2 separate regions of the Ovis aries genome follow, and region 2 is linked to region 1. A link is a contact called in public Hi-C data. All regions are on one chromosome and are shown on one strand. Each heading gives the region's core, a stretch centred on a gene start, on an enhancer-like site or on the middle of the called end of the contact. The rest is flanking DNA. Distances are from core to core; before and after follow the strand shown. Region 1 holds the start of NECAB2 (N-terminal EF-hand calcium binding protein 2). Region 2 overlaps ATP2C2 (ATPase secretory pathway Ca2+ transporting 2).

Region 1 (4,608 bases), core at 981-3,480:
CCGCCGGCCCGTGGATGACCCCGGCCTGGTGTTCAACCAGCTGCCCAAGATGCTGTACCCCGAGTACCACAAGGTGCACCAGATGATGCGCGAGCGGTCCATCCTGTCCCCCAGTCCCTACGAGGGCTACCGCAGCCTCCCCGAGCACCAGCTGCTGCTCCTCAAGGAGGACCGCCAGGCCGTGTTCCGTGACCCCCAGGGCCTCCAGAAGGTCTTCGGCGTGGCCCTGGTGCTGCTGCTCATCGGCTCCCACCCCGATCTGTCCTTCCTCCCGGGGGCGGGCGCCGACCTCGCCGTGGACCCAGACCAGCCACTGAGTGCCAAGAGGAACCCCGTTGACGTGGACCCCTTCACCTACCAGAGCATCCACCAGGAGGGCCTGTACGCCATGGGGCCACTGGCCGGGGACAACTTTGTGCGCTTCGTGCAGGGCGGGGCCCTGGCTGTGGCCAGCTCCCTGCTGCGCAAGGAGGCCAGGAAGCCACCCTAGCACCCGCCCAGCAGCCTGACACCCAGGCCCTAAGAGGAGGGAGATCACCACAGCCCTGCTGGACGCAGAGTCCGTCCCAAGATGCCCCAGTGATGGAAGGGGCCTCTCCTGCAGGAGACAGGAGCGGCCATGAGCCCACGCAGCAGGCCTCTCAGATGAAGAGTGGGAAACCCAGACTGCCCGGACTCAGACCAGGGTGGAAACAGTGGCCACAGGACACGGTAGGCCCAGAGCTGTAATTGGGGGTGAAGTGGCCTGTGTGAGCCGGGATCACCAGGGCCCGCAGAGCACTGAGCCAGGACTTCCAGGCCCCGCTCTTTCCAGAATCAGGTCCCAAATAAAACCAGCACCTGCCTCCACTCCTGTGTCCGAGGACTCTGCTTGGGGAGGGCGCCAGGTGCCCAGGACCCTGCCCCCGGAGCTGCCCAGTCAGGGCAGGGGCAGAAGCACAGGGTCATGTGGGAGAAGGTCCCGGGGCTGGGGGACACTGGGTGGTGCCCCAAGTGGAAGGGTAGATGTGACTGAGGAGCGGGTGCCGGGGAGGCTTTCCCAGCCCCACTCAGTCCCTCTCCCTTCAGTGGCTCCTTTGTGATCCCCACACTTGCACCTGCCACAGGGCCTTTGCACAGGCTAAGCTCTAGCCCAGGGAACTTCCCCATCCTCTCTGTAACTCCTCCTCCTCCTTACACTCTTGGAGCATAAGGACCATTTCCTCTAGGAAGCCTCTTCTGACATATGCCCCTCCGTGGCCCTCAGGTAGAACCCACTCTGGTGGGTCAGGGTGCCACCCTTCATTGCAGTTCAGTTCTCACTCTTCCTTACTTGTGGGATCATTCCAGTGTTTGGAGAAGGAAATGGCAACCCACTCCAGTATTCTTGCCTGGAGAATCCCATGAACGGAGGAGCTTGGTGGGCTACAGTCCACGGGTCGCAAAGAGTCGGACACGACTGAGAGACTTCACTTTCACTTTCACTTCCAGTATCTGGCTCCACCCACTTGGCTGTAAGCTCCAGGAGGCCAAGGCAAGCCCTCCTGTTTTCCCGATGTTCTTGGAACCCAGTGCGGCCACCAGGCCTAGCACCCAGCAGGGGCTCCTTTAATTCTCTGGTTCGGTGGGTGGGAGTCTGGAAGGATGGACGCAGGGAGTATAAGGGGAAGAGGGTGTTCCAGGGGTGGGGAACACTAGTTCTGGGCGTTGTTTAACTCGCGGGGGAGGTCTGAGGGGCGTGCACCCGGTGGAAGGGACGAGTGGGTACTTGCGGAGTGGAGAAGGCCCCAGTGCGTGGGCGCGCGTTCCTTGGGCTGCAGCCGGCAGAGGGCGCTACCGGCTCGCCGGACACAGCGCTCCGGCCCCGGCGGCGGCGCCACGGAGTGGAGGAGGGGGGATTCTTCTGGAGGGCGGGCAGGGGGAGACTTTCGGAATGGGGGCAGCCCCCAGGGATGCACCCCCGAAGCCAGACCCCCAAAACCCCGCGCCTGCCAGGCAGCCCCCTCCGTGGCCGGGCCGGGGTCTAGCTCCCCAGCCCCGCGGCCCACTGCCGGCAGCCCCCTGCCGCCGCGCCCGGCCGCCGGGGGCGGGGGCGGTGGCCCACGGGGCACGTGGCTCCGGGTCCGGGCGGGGCGGCGCCCACCCCCTCCCGTCCCCCAGCGCCGGCCCGTCCCCGCGTGGCCGCGGCCGCGGGGGCAGAGGGAGGGAGGGCGGGGCGCGGGCGGCGGCGGCGGGCGGCGCCGGGGAGGGGGTCGCGCGGGGGCGGGCCGCGGGCCGGGCGGGGGTCGGCGGGCTTCCGGGCGGCGGCGGCGGCGGGCGCGGCGCGATGTGCGAGCGGGCGGCGCGCCTGTGCAGGGCCGGCGCGCACAGGCTGCTCCGGGAGCCGCCGCCGCAGGGCCGGGCGCTGGGCGGGCTGCTGCGCTGGGTGGGCGCCAGGATGGGCGAGCCCCGGGCGCCGCTGGCCCCCGACGCCCCCAACACCCCCGTCGCGGACCCCGGCCCCTACCCGGGCCCCGCCTCGCCGCGCGGGGGCACCGCCGTCATCCTGGACGTGAGTACGCGCGGGCCGGGACCCGTTCTCCCCACCGGGCGACGCGGACGCCACGCTCCCGGGACCCCGCTGGGACCTGCAAGACCCCCTTCTGCTTGAGGGGCAGGGGTCCCCGGGCAGGGACGCTGGCCCGCACCCCGGGGGTCCAGAGCGGGATCCACCGGCTCCTCCTTGTGCAGAGCGCGGCCCCCAGCTCTTCGGCCCCCGGGCCGGTCTCCGTGCGGGTCCCGTCTCGTCCCCGGACCGGGACGACCCCTTTACCTCCCTCCCCTTCTCGGGATCTCCACATTCTCGGAGCCGGGACCCTGGAGCCCCTCGACCCGGCCACCGCCCCCTACTTCTGTCCTGGCCAAACCCTCATCTTTCTCCAGCCCGCGCTTCATCCTTCACCCAGCTCCTTCCCGGGACGCGAGTCCCAGACCGCCGTCGGCCCCTGCTCCTGCCCGCCCCACCGACCCCTGCCCCCCGTCCTTACTTTTCTAAGACTCTCCCCCCAACCCACCCCATCACACACACAATCCCTGGGTCCAGGGCCATTTTTCTTGTCCGAGCTTTGGACCTTAAGCCCTTGTATCCTCAACCCTTTTGCCTCAGGCACCACCTTTTTAAAAGCAAAGCCCCCTCCCCACCTGCCTTCCTCTCTCCTTTCAGTAGGACTGGAGCCATCCCCCATCCTCTCTGAGGACCACCACTCCATTCTGAGCCAGTCCTTGATCCCCTTCCCCCGCTCCCCCCTCCCTCTCCCTCTCCTCACCCCTCCCTCTCCCTTTCCTCACCCCTCCCCCTGCTCACCCCCTCCCCTTTTCACCCTCTCTCCTCCTCACCCCCACTCCGCACCCCTCCCCCACGTCCTCTGGAGCCCAAACCGCCCCACCTCACCCTCCCACCCACTCTCCTCTGTAGGAGGGAGCCTTCTGCAGGGTGGGGGGGCGTCCCCCGTGGGGTGCTCTGCCCACCCCAAGGGGCAGCATGGCAGTGGGGTGTGCCTGTCCTAGGGAGGGTCCTCCGAGGTGGGTGACACGGGGCTGGGGGTGCCATGTTTATGTATGGTGGGTGGGTTTCAGGGAGAGGTGTGTGTATCACATCCTGGTGAGAGGGGGACAGTGTGGGTTTCCTCTCGCCCCTCCACCCCCACCACGTTCCTGTTGGAGCCTCCATCGCTGGCTCTCAGCCGACAGGGCAGGGGGTGATCTGCCGCACGTGGCCATGGCTCCCAGGCTTCCCAGAACGTGCTCACACACAGCCCACTCGCACCTGCACAGGTGAGCCCTCTCAAAGCCCCAGTGAGTTCGCAGCTGAAAGCCCTTGCAGCGGACAGCTCTGTCCAGGCCCCCCCCCTTTTGCACAGGACAGGACGTGGACTCTGGAGTCCTCACGCCACGCTGCTGGCTCTGAGCCCCAGTCTCCTCATCTGTGAAATGGGGGTGATGAGCGAGTGCCAGGGCCACATCTCCTGTCAGGTCAGTCACTTTAACGCTCACCCCCGGCCCCGGCACCTGAAGGTGGGACTCCAGCCTCCTCGGGAACCTTGCAGTCAGGAGCAGGCAGTGTGCGGTGCACAAGCTGGGGTGCTGGCAGCTGCCCCCTTTTCTGCCCCAGCTGCTCCAGACCTGTGTCCCCTGCCCCAACTTGGGGTTCAGCTCAAGAAAGGGGGAATGTTTGAGAATATCTTTCCTGAGCTGCTGCTTCAGTTTGTCACAGCCCGGGTGCCTGACAATGGATGCCTGCCCTACTGCTTGGAGGGAGGGGCCCAGCTCCCGCTCTCCAAGGTGTGAGGGTCACACGCTGGGGGCGGCGTCTCCCCCTCTTCCTACCTTCAGCAAGGCTTGCGTGCACGCGTGCTAAGTCACTCAGAAGGGTCCGACTCTGCGACCCCATGGACTGTAGCCTGCCAGACTCCTTTGTCCATGGAATTCTCCAGGCCAGATACTGGAGTGGGTAGCCTTTCCCTTCTCCAGGGGATCTTCCTGACCCAAGGATCGAACCCAGGTCTCGCACATTGCAGGTGGATTCTTTACCATCTGAGCCACCAGGGCAGCCCCCAGCAAGGCTTACTAGGACTAAAAACACCAGGAGGA
Region 2 (4,608 bases), core at 1,386-3,885, 370 kb after region 1:
ACTCCAAGGCCAAACTTGCTTGTTATTCCAGGTATCTCTTGACTTTCTGCTTATGCATTCCAGTCCCCTATGATGAAAAGGACATCTTTTTTTTTTTTTTTTTTTTGGTGTTAGTTCTAGAAGGTCTTGTAGGTCTTCACAGAACCATGCAACTTCCACTTCTTTAGCATTAGTTTTGGGGGCATAGACTTGGGTTACTGTGATGCTGAATGGTTTGCCTTGGAAATGAACCAAGGTCTTTCTGTCATTTTTGAGATTGCCGCCCATGTGCTGCATTTTGGACTCTTGTTGACTATGAGGGCTACTCCATGTCTACTAAGGGATTCTTGCCCACAGTAGTAGATGTAATGGTCATTTGAATTAATTTGCCCATTCTTGTCCATTCAGTCACTGATTCTTAAAATATTGATGTTCACTCTTGCCATCTCCTGTTTGACCACTTCCAAAGGTGATATGTGGGAAATTATTTTAATATTTATTAAATATTTAATGTTGGTGAGCAAAAATTTATACTTAGTACATCAAACCCATGATGTAAACAAACTTAGATGCCCATCAATTAATGGACAGATGAGCAACATGCAGTGTGTTATTACTCAGCCACAAGAAAGAGTGAAGCACTGCATTTGATACAGGGTGGTTGCCATAGAAACATGAGGCTAAGAGGAGGGTGAATGGATGGTGCATGTCTGACTCTTTGTGACCCCCACGGACTGTAGCCTGCCAGGCTCTTCTGTCCTTGGGATTTCTCATGCTAGAATACTGGAGTGGGTTGCCATTTCCTCCTCCAGGGGATCTTCCCGACCCAGGGATCCGCCTCCTTATTGGCAGGCAGATACGTTAGTACTGATCCACCTGGGAAGCCCGAAGAGGAGGAAACCAGACACAAATGGCCGTATACTATGACTTTGTTTTTATGAAGTGAAGTGAAAGTCGAATCCTGGAGTGGGTAGCCTTTCCCTTCTCCAGGGGATCCAACCCAGGTCTCCTGCATTGCAGGCGGATTCTTTACCAGCTGAGCCGCAAGGGAAGCCCAAGAGTACTGGAGTGGGTAGCCTATCTCTTCTCCAGGGGCTCTTCCTGACCCAGGAATCGAACTGGGGTCTCCTGCATTGCAGGCAGATTCTTTACCAACTGAGCTATCAGGGAAACCCAAGAATAATGGAGTGAATAGCCTATCCCTTCTCCAGCAGATCTTTCTGACCCAAGAATTGAACCGGGGTCTCCTGCATTGCAAGTGGATTCTTTACCAACTGAACTATCAGGGAAGCCATTTGTTCTCATAAAATGCCCCAAATAGGCAAATCCATACAGACAGAAAAAGTGCCTGCCAGGAGATGAGGTCAGGAAATAAAGAGGGACCACAACAGTTATGGGGATTCTTTAGAGGGTGATTAAGAGGTTCTAAAAGTGATTATGGTGATGGTTATACAACTCTGAATATACTAAAAACCATTGGATTGTATACTTTAGAAGGGCGCGTTTTATGATATGTGAATTACACCTTAACAAAGAAAACAAAGCAGGTAATTAAGAAAGTTGTTATTACAAGGATCCTTGGAGCCTTTCTAATTTATACAAAAAAAGGAAACTGCTTGCAAACAGCTGAGTTGGAACTGCCATTATAGTAAACGACAGTGACGCACCTCCCAGTGGATGGGGCATCCGGTGTGAAGTGTGGAGGCCGTGGGGTGCCGGCCGGTGTAGGCAGGAGAACCTTGCAGTGGGGGTGGGATGCACACATCTCTGGTACTTAGTCAAGTCTGTCTGTGTATAAATGAATGGATGCCTTTACCTGGCAGTTAGCAGTAGGAAGAGATTCAGGTATGGGTCTTTTAACATTCCAATTGCCTCTTTTTAAACCATGGGGCACTGTGTGCATTGAGAAGCAGGCGGGCGAAGTCCACCTGTGGGCAGGTGTGTGTCCTATTACAGAAGTATTCAATGACTATTTTTTTTTTTGAGGGTTTTTTTTTTTAAGGATTTTTTAAAGTACTTATTTATTTGGCTGTGCTGGGGCTGAGTTGCAGCATGTGGGATCTTTAGTTGTGGCCTGTCGGATCTAGGTCCCTGACCAGGGATGGAACCCTGTTCCCTTGCACTGGGAGGGTGCAGTCTTAGCCACTGGACCACCAGGGAGTCCCCGAAGGTGTTCTTTTGAATAGACAAAGTCATGATCTTAAGTTGAATAGGGCACCTGACTGTCTCCGGAGCCATGCACGCCCTGAATGGTATAAAGCAAAACAGAACCCAGGGCTTTCGATGGCCGCTTTTCCTTGTGTCTGTATCTGAATGTTGAGTACACTAGGTGAGTCGGTTCTAGAATCTTCAGGAAAGTGAAGGGGGCACAGCCAGGGTCGAGGAGGGGTGGGGCTCTGAAGGAACACGTGGCCTTGTTCATCATGGACCACTCTGCCGGGCAGGCTGGTCTCCTGATGGGGAAGCTGGAGCTTAGGCCAGCACACTTGCCCACAGTTACAGGATTCCGGGAGCAGAGGAGACAGACTGCCAACCCCATGCATTCTGCTCCAAAGCCAGGGTCCCGGTCAGTGCCCCCGGGCAGGACAGGGACTCTCCTCCTGCCCCCTGCAGCCCTGGCATTTGGCTTGTTTGCTTGCCCCGCGCGTGTTTGCTGAGCAACCGTTCACTGTGTACTCAATGCTGTTGGAGCTGGACCTTGGAGTCTGCAGGCTGGCGGGGAAAGCAAACGTGAACAATTTAAGTGAATGTTAGCAAAACAGTCACAACTTCTGATAAGTACTGCAAAGGAGATGACAGCTGAGAGAGGGATTAAATGGGGAGATCGGAAGGAGTGTCCCCAGAAAAGGCAGCTGGAGAAGGTTTCTCTGAGGAGTTGAAGCTGGAGAGCTGCGGACCTGCTAGGGGTGGGAAGGGCGAGCGTTCAGATGGGAATGGCGGCAGAGGACTGGCAGGGCAGAGGCATGGAGCAGGCAGCAAGCCTGGCTCATCCGCGGAACCCAGAAGGAGGTGCAGCTGGCTAGGGGATGAGACCAGATGGGGTCGGGGGGGGGGTCCCTTGGGGGCTGATCACATGGAACCTCTTAGGCCCCGTTTCTTCCAGAGCCCAATCACATCCTCAGAACCCTTCTCCATGCGCCGTGCGGCCATCTCTGCTCTTCTTTGGAGCAGAGAGGCGGTGGGAGGCGTGAACCCCAGCGTGTTCCAAGGTGCGGGAGGAGAGAGCAGGGGCCTGGCCTGCTGCCTGTGTTGTGGACAGGAGGCGAGGGCAGGGCTTCCTAGAAGAGGAGGACGCTGTAGAGCTGGGGGCCTTGGACTTGAGCGTAACCAACCTCACCGTGTGAGGGTCCACGGGAGAGCTTGTCCCCAACAGATTGCAGGGACTGTGACTTAGGCTAGGGGGTGGGGGGGATAGGAGACCCTGGATTCCTAACAGGCTCCCTGGGGATACGGATGCTGTCGGTTCAGGAAGCATCAGTCTGAGAAGTGAGGCCGTGGCTGCAGCCACCCTAGCTGGGACTCCAGCAAGAGGTGGGGCCAGGGAGGAAGGCTGGGTGCTGGAAAGGGGGCTCAGGTGACTAGGTCTTTCAAAGGCTGGGGTGGGGGCAGAGGGTGAGCCTCAGCCGTGAGGGGCTCCCAGAAAAAGCAGAGCCTTCAGACCATTATGAATGAGAACCTCCTCCACGTAAGGACGTGTCCCGACCCATGTCATCAACCGTGGAAAGTTCCATGAGCCAAAAAGACTGTTAAATAGTTCCAGCTCTGTACGAGAATAGGCTCCTGTGTCCACCCCAACCCCACCTCCCCAGGGTGATTTTTTTGAAAATATTTATTTATTTATTTAGCTGTACCAGGTCTTAGTTCCCTGACCAGGGATCAAACGCAGAACTCCAGCATCGGGAGTGTGGCATCTTAGCCACCGGACCACTAGGGAAGTCCCTCCCCAGGGTTATTTCTGATTTCTGGTCTTAACAGCTCCTTTCACCCCATTCATCACACTCTACCTTCAATAAACTCGAAAGAAAACCAACTCTTTTTGTTTCACTTGTGGCTTGGGAAACATGAGGCTGTTCAGTTTTGCTTTGTCTTTGACACTTATTTCTTTATTAGGCTGTGCCGGGCCTCCTAGCTACAGCATGTGAGCTCTTAGTTGCAGCTTGTGGGATTTAGTTCTCCGATCAGGGATCAAACCCGGGGCCCCTGCATTGGGAACCCGGAGTCTCAGCCACTGGACCACATGGGAAGGGGACTGGCTGGGCAGAGGTATGAAGGAAGGAGCAAGGGAAGTCCCAAGACTCTTCAGTTTTTAGCAGAAGTGAAATCACTCAGAACCTCTCAATCATAAGGTAGAAATGGCAAGATAGCCAGTTTGCAAGAGATTTTCCAAAATAAATAACCCAAGGATCATCCTTTTAAAAACTTTTTCCTGCTTCCCTCTGCTACAAGGGACCTTCAGGATGAGCCAAGTTCCACTAGCTTTTCCTGGTCTAGCCTAATCTTTATTAGTTTGCCAATTAATTTTTTTATTATGACGAAAGCACCCAGACACACACAATGTCCTTCCCATGCCATGTAGGAGGGAAGGGCCCGCAATAACCCTTCGCAAATGTTTGCTTAGCTGGTCTTGTC

Evidence for each region. Hi-C and Micro-C count contacts between places; a contact is called where the count stands out from the background.
Region 2: a Hi-C map of liver shows a contact between it and region 1, with 4 times the contacts expected there. The contact joins the enhancer-like site here to the promoter of NECAB2 in region 1. A contact is called at or near these places in 3 of 16 Hi-C or Micro-C datasets (hypothalamus, liver and tail adipose tissue).

Annotation. Positions count from the first base shown.
Region 1 is chr14:9,829,244-9,833,851 of ARS-UI_Ramb_v3.0, forward strand. It overlaps NECAB2 (N-terminal EF-hand calcium binding protein 2), which reads left to right and starts at 2,231. Exons shown (of 12, transcript XM_042231500.2): 1 at 2,231-2,530. The coding sequence starts at 2,306. OSGIN1 (oxidative stress induced growth inhibitor 1) reads left to right here. Exons shown (of 8, transcript XM_042231496.1): 8 at 1-849. The coding sequence ends at 490.
Region 2 is chr14:10,203,141-10,207,748 of ARS-UI_Ramb_v3.0, forward strand. The region is part of intron 11 of ATP2C2 (ATPase secretory pathway Ca2+ transporting 2); the gene reads left to right. Among named protein-coding and RNA genes, the nearest start is that of ATP2C2, 57 kb to the left of the region's middle. Within about 2 kb of position 2,636, at least 5 of the 54 cell types and tissues checked have an H3K27ac peak or open chromatin away from gene starts, as enhancers often do. A contact at or near this core is called in liver, where this site is marked.